2 separate regions of the Macaca mulatta genome follow, and region 1 is linked to region 2. A link is a contact called in public Hi-C data. All regions are on one chromosome and are shown on one strand. The core of a region is the stretch at or near the end of the contact, and the rest is flanking DNA. Distances in the headings are between cores, read along the strand shown.

What was found. A called contact is a pair of places that touch in the nucleus more often than the background predicts.
Region 1: a Hi-C map of fetal cortex germinal zone shows a contact between it and region 2, with 4 times the contacts expected there. The contact joins the promoter of FDX1 here to the promoter of RDX in region 2. A contact is called at or near these places in 2 of 14 Hi-C or Micro-C datasets (fetal cortex germinal zone and liver).

What each region holds. Positions count from the first base shown.
Region 1 is chr14:111,201,915-111,204,614 of T2T-MMU8v2.0, forward strand. FDX1 (ferredoxin 1) reads left to right here and starts at 1,342. Exons shown (of 4, transcript XM_015115633.3): 1 at 1,342-1,726. The coding sequence starts at 1,542.
Region 2 is chr14:111,069,631-111,072,637 of T2T-MMU8v2.0, forward strand. RDX (radixin) reads right to left here and starts at 1,399. Exons shown (of 16, transcript XM_028833947.2): 1 at 1,252-1,399.

The sequences.
Region 1 (2,700 bases), core at 92-2,591, 130 kb after region 2:
TTTTTTTTTTCTTTCCAATTCTCTTCCTACAACTAATTCATCTGACCTTGGAGGTTTGATCTTATTTAAAAAAAAAAAAAGTTAACTGTTCTTTTACAACCTCCTCTTCAAGATTACTTGTCAGGGTTTGCTGTGCCCTTCGCAGATTTTTCTTTACCCAAAGAGTTGAGGCAATTAGGAGCCATTGCCTTCTCTCTGCCATTGGGTTCGAGAAAGCACCATACATTGTCCGCAGAGACTTTACTCAGGTTTACACTTTCTTGTTCTGAATTATCAAAAATTAGTGGGGCGTGGTGGCACACGCCTGTAGTCCTAGCTACTCGGGAGGCTGAAGCAGGAGAATCACTTTAACCTGGAAGGCGGAGGTTACAGTGAGCCGAGATCGCACCACTGCACTCCAGCCTGGACAAAAGAGAGGCTCCATGCCAAGAAAGAAGAAAAAAAAGTATCTGATTGTGTTTAGCATATCTGCAATATCCCCTTGACTTTGGCCTTTAGCCTCTTTATGAGTACCCTGATGGAGGAAGGCCCAGGAAGTGGTAGCCTTCCTGGTTTGTGACGCACTGTATGTTTTGCGTGTTTGTTTAACATCGGAATGGCCCTGAAGGCTGGAACATCTTATCTGTGTTTGAAAATTATGGAAACTCTGATCCTCTAGGAGAATAATTTTTCCAAGGTCTCAGATCTCTAAGGTAGTAGACCTTGGATCTGAACATTGCTATTTCTGACCTTAAAGCCCATGCATTTCCCACAACATATTAACCATGATAAAGTGTTTTTAAAGTTAGTTCATCTTTTCTGGCTTTTGTGAAACTCTTTTAGAAATCTCAGCTCATCACAAAGTTTCCTGTTCAGTCTCGTGGGTTTCATGTACTCAGCATTTATTTGCCAGTCAAGGTCTAGGATGGCTGCCTGTCCTCTGCAGCAGCCCCAAGCCTATTCATTATTGTCATTTACAATTTTACAGTCATAATTATTTCTTTGTATAATAGCATTCTGAGATTTTTCAAAATTTCCCCGTTCTTGTTTTACAGTGCGCAGAATTCACTTTTGCTCTAACTTGACTCTAAGATGACACAATTTCCCAGTTTTTTCTTTTTTTAACGGCTGGGGGTTGGGGGAACACGGAACAGAACACAGTGGTCTAGCTAACTGGTTTCCGCTAGCCGTCCAGCTATCTTTTAAAATATTTTGTTTCTGCATGGCAACTCTGGGCGCTAAGAAACCACCCAGCTTACGACGGAACCTAGAGGATAGGTAAAGGTCCCCTGCGCTGGCCCCGCCCCGTGGGACTTGGCGGCGTGGGCGGGAGAGGCGGGGCGGGGCCGCACTTTGCTCGCCAGTGTCTTTATAGGTCACCCGGAAGGCACGCGGGGCCTCGGCGCGCTGCTCCCAGTGGGGCCTCTCCGCCACTCCAGCCCCGCGCCCTTCGCCACGGCCCTCTGGCGTCTGCGCTGCAGCTGCGGCCCCCGCCTCTTTGGAGTCTCTCGCGGCCGCAGCCCGCGGCCTGCGTCGCTTCCGGCAGTTCCGGACCGCGGGCGATGGCTGCCGCTGGGGGCGCCCGGCTGCTGCGCGCCGCTTCTGCGGTACTCGGCGGCCCGGCCGGCCGGTGGCTGCACCACGCTGGGTCCTGCGCTGGAGTCAGCGGCCTGCTGAGGAGCCGGGGGCCGGGCGGGAGAGCCGGGGCGAGCCGGCCGCTGAGCGTGTCGGCGCGGGCGCGGAGCAGGTAGGGCGCCATGTGGGCACGGGCCGGGGTCCCCGGTGGGTGGCGTCTGGCTGGTTGGGCCCAGTCTGGTTCCGCCGCCTTCTACGCGCCGGGCCCACACCCCGGAGGCCTGCCTCTCGCCTCGCTCTTCTGGGGTGCCCTCGCGGCTCCGTTTTGCTGCTCGGTGGCGTCGCTGCCTCCCTTCCGTCGCACCGCAAAGTTCCTTCGCGTATTACCCACTCCCGGCGGGAATCGGGGACTCTGGACGCCCAGCTACCTTTCCCAGCGCCTCCCGTGCCCACAGGAAAGCCGGGACTTTGCTGGTGCTTGTTCTCCGTGTGATTTGTCTGGGATCTGACCTTTGCTCTGCCCGAAACTGACAGTGACCTTCGCGACAGGCTCCCCTGCTGCTGTCCTGGCCTGACACTCCTGCCAGCCGTTTCTTTCCCGGCCTTGCCCTGCTTTGGGAGGACACCTGGGTCCCAGGTCTTTGTCAGGGGGTGTCCAGGTAGAATACACCAAGCCCATAACCTCTGCTGCTCTGTAGGCCCTTTGCTAGTTGCTCAAGTGTTGAAAGCCCCTGCGTTGAAGTAATCCGCCGGGACTTGAAACTTCCCTTTGGCACGGATTGTCTGACGTGCCTAACTTCGTCAGTCCTTAGGAACCCAGTTTCCCCATTTGCAAGTTGAAGATAATAACAGTTTAGACCTCCTACGGTTAATTGAAGAATAAATGAGTTAATACAGCGATACGGGTAGTCTTGTGTCTGGCACATAGGGCTCGGTAAATGCCACTTGGTGGTAGCAGCAGCAGCAGCAGCAGTCTCCTAGCCTCACAATGTTGAGAGGGTTTTGTTTTAAATATTTTAAGAGATGTGAACAATTTCCCCCAAATGTGTTGAAGTTTTAGGTTCTTGGGCATATTTGTTTTTCAAAGACACTCCCTAAATATACTAGAGATAAAATTTAAACATGATTTCTAGCAGCAAGGAGGCT
Region 2 (3,007 bases), core at 149-2,648:
TGTTTTGGCAAATGGATCAAGCCATTATTTATCCAGCAACATGAACGGGGTAATTGTTCCTTCTTAGCTCCATCAGTCATATAAAAGAGTATTTAGTGTTCCAAAAAAAAAAAAAAAAAAAAAGAAGTATGCTCCGTAAACAATAGATTGCAATGTCTATGTCAAAGTACTCGTTTATCAAATAAACCCTTATCATCTTAGGCTTTTATATTTACATCCTGCCAGTGTTAGTGCCACAAGACTGCCATCGAGCTCCTCAGCAACGTGTCTTCCACCAAAATCTCAACTGGATTTTAAAATATATTTTTATGAAGTTGATTTTTAACACACCTCCAACCTAATAATTACTCTTTAAGAAAAAAAAAAAAAAACCAAATATTGGGAATGTTTGAAGAAACGTGACATCTGTTTAGGAAGTGATGTAGTCTGTTTAAACTGAAGAAAAAAAAAAAATGCACTGCCCCCTTTCAAACTTAGTCCGGGAATTGAGCTTAGAATCCTTTAAAGGAAAAGAGGGCTATCATGAACTGAACTTGTCTGGTGGGGTCTGAGACGCTAAAACTGAGCGGCCTCAAGGGCCCGAGAAAGTTAGGGGCTCCAAGCTGCAACAGCAGCAGGGAGAGCTGTGCACGGGAACCGCGGCCCTGGCCTGGCGGGTGCTGGCGGTGGGAGCGGCTGGTGCCCCAAACCCTGTCATGCAACATCCCCTTTGCCACTGGGGCGGAACGCACGCTGTCTAGTAATTCAACACCCCTCCTTTCAAACCGGAGGCCGGGGGACAAGTTCTAATAAATGCAAAATCGAATTCTACCTACGATGAATATCTGGATTTGCAAACAACCCTTGGGACGACGCCAGCCCGGGCCCGGGGCCCAGTCCAGGCAGCGGTAGCCCACCGTCCCCAGGGCGCGGGGGTCCGAGGCCGGCGCTGAAGGCAGACCCCGCGCCCCGAGGAGAGGAGAATCGCGCGGCGGCAAGGGTCGACTTTGGCCCGGCAGGCACGTTCGGGCCGCGGCTCAGCCACGACTCGGGCAGGGCCTCGCGGCCCCCGCCAGCCCGGATAGGAGCCTGGCCGGCCGGGCCATTACCACGGTGGCGCCTCGACCGAGGGGCGCGAGCGGAGGCGCGCTCAGGCCCTGGCGGCGGCGCCACGGCCGGGCAGCGCGGGCCCCGCAACTTCTCGCCGCCACCTCAGCGTCTCCGGAGGAACCGGGAGCGGGGAGTGGGGGAAGGGAGGGCGCCGCGGCTTACCCGGAGAGCGGGCGACTTCTGCCCGCCGGCGTGTGGCTGGGGCGCTGCGCGGCGGCGCGGCTGCGGCAGGGAGGGAGAGGCGGTGGTGCGAGCGCTGGGCCGCGGGAGACGACAGGCGCCGCCGCCACCGCAGACAGCTCCGCAATATGGCCGCTCGGCGCCTCCTCGGGGAAAAGGCGGGGCTGCCCGGCGCCCCCCGCCTCCCTCTGCCGGCCGGCCGGCCTGCCTCGCGCCGCAGCCTGAGCGCCAACGCCGCCGCCGGGGGCCGCCCGCGCCCCGCCCCTCCCGCGGGCTCGCAGCCGCAGGCCTGGCTCCGGGCGTGGCCGGGGGTCGCGGTCTAGGGCCGGCCAACGCGAGGGGGGAGGCTGCGGGCTCGGGAGCCCCCAGGGAAATAGGACGAACGCGCCGGAGGGTCGAGCCCTTCTGGAGAGCGCTGGGCTCGAGCGAAGCCTGCGGTCGAGGGAAGCGGAGCCGCCCAGCCCAAAGCTCGGAGTGTGCCCGCCGCCTCCCCAACGAGTGGAAACTTGAAACTCCCGCTGGTGCCAGCAAACTCACTGAGGGCGTTGCCGTCGCCCCCAGAGGAGGAATTCTTCCCAGAGGGAGCCGGGGACCAAATGGAGCGTGAGACTTGGCTGTTAGGTTTGAAGATCCTGGACTGGGAGAGAGAAAAGGGCCTACCTGAGCGGAATTTAGATTTGCAACAAAGAACGTTTACATTATTTTGGCAGGTTTTAACCAACTAGAAAAACTTAATTTTTCAGCGACAATTTTAAAACTTCACCAAAACTTCAATGGATAAGACCCCAAATCAGGAGTGCAAATTTTAATCCAAGCAAGGATGTGTGATAATTTTTTATTACCAACGATATGCTTTGGCAGTTGGAAGGAGTGGGTTAGCAAGAAAAAGTTGGAAGTAGGGCCCCAAAGCGCCGCCAAAGCTACATAATTCTAGATTTAGAGAAAGTTAGGCATTCAATCTTAAGACTAAGTCTAACCCACTCACTTTAGTGGCTGGGATGAGACAGGAAGCTCCTGATTTCTGGATCAGTCTTCTGTCCATGCTGCGTCCCCTCAGCATTGTCGGATGGGATGATTCAGGGAGCAAAACTTGCTGTGAATATACAAACAGCAAGCGCACAAAATCAGATTCGCCTGGCTTGCCCTGTTTGAAATAGTTTTTTTGGCTTAGCTTTTGTGAACAAACTTTAGATTCAAATTACAAAACTGAGTATATGTACTTTTATAGGACAAATAACTCCTATACTTCCTGCCTTAGCATTTACCTTAGGTGAGACAGTAGCTTTTCCAGGAAATATCTGTAAATCACTTTCACTAGCCTGCCTCTCCAGTGAGTTTCCACTATTGCCCTTTGAGACCTCTCTGAACAATTAAAAGCCCCCAAGAGACTCAAGGGTAAAACTCAAGGGCCTTTAGATAGCAAATTCCTCAAGGATGAGAACCAGGTGTGTGCTTTGTAACCAAATAGGTTCTTGTGGTTCTTAGGGACCACCAAAAGATCACTCCCTACCTTCTCCCTAGGTTGCAAGAATTATCTTGGTTATTGTTCAGCCTACCACTTCAGGTTGCAGGCATAGTCAAACTATTATGTAATACTTCCCATGAAGTAGGTAAGAAAAAAAGTATTTTGTAAATTCCTACATAGTACACTAGTCAAATGAAATTATATAACACACTTTTGCAACTGAAAGTGAAGGATTCACTGTTTTTAATCAGGTGCCAGACACTGGTGTGAAAT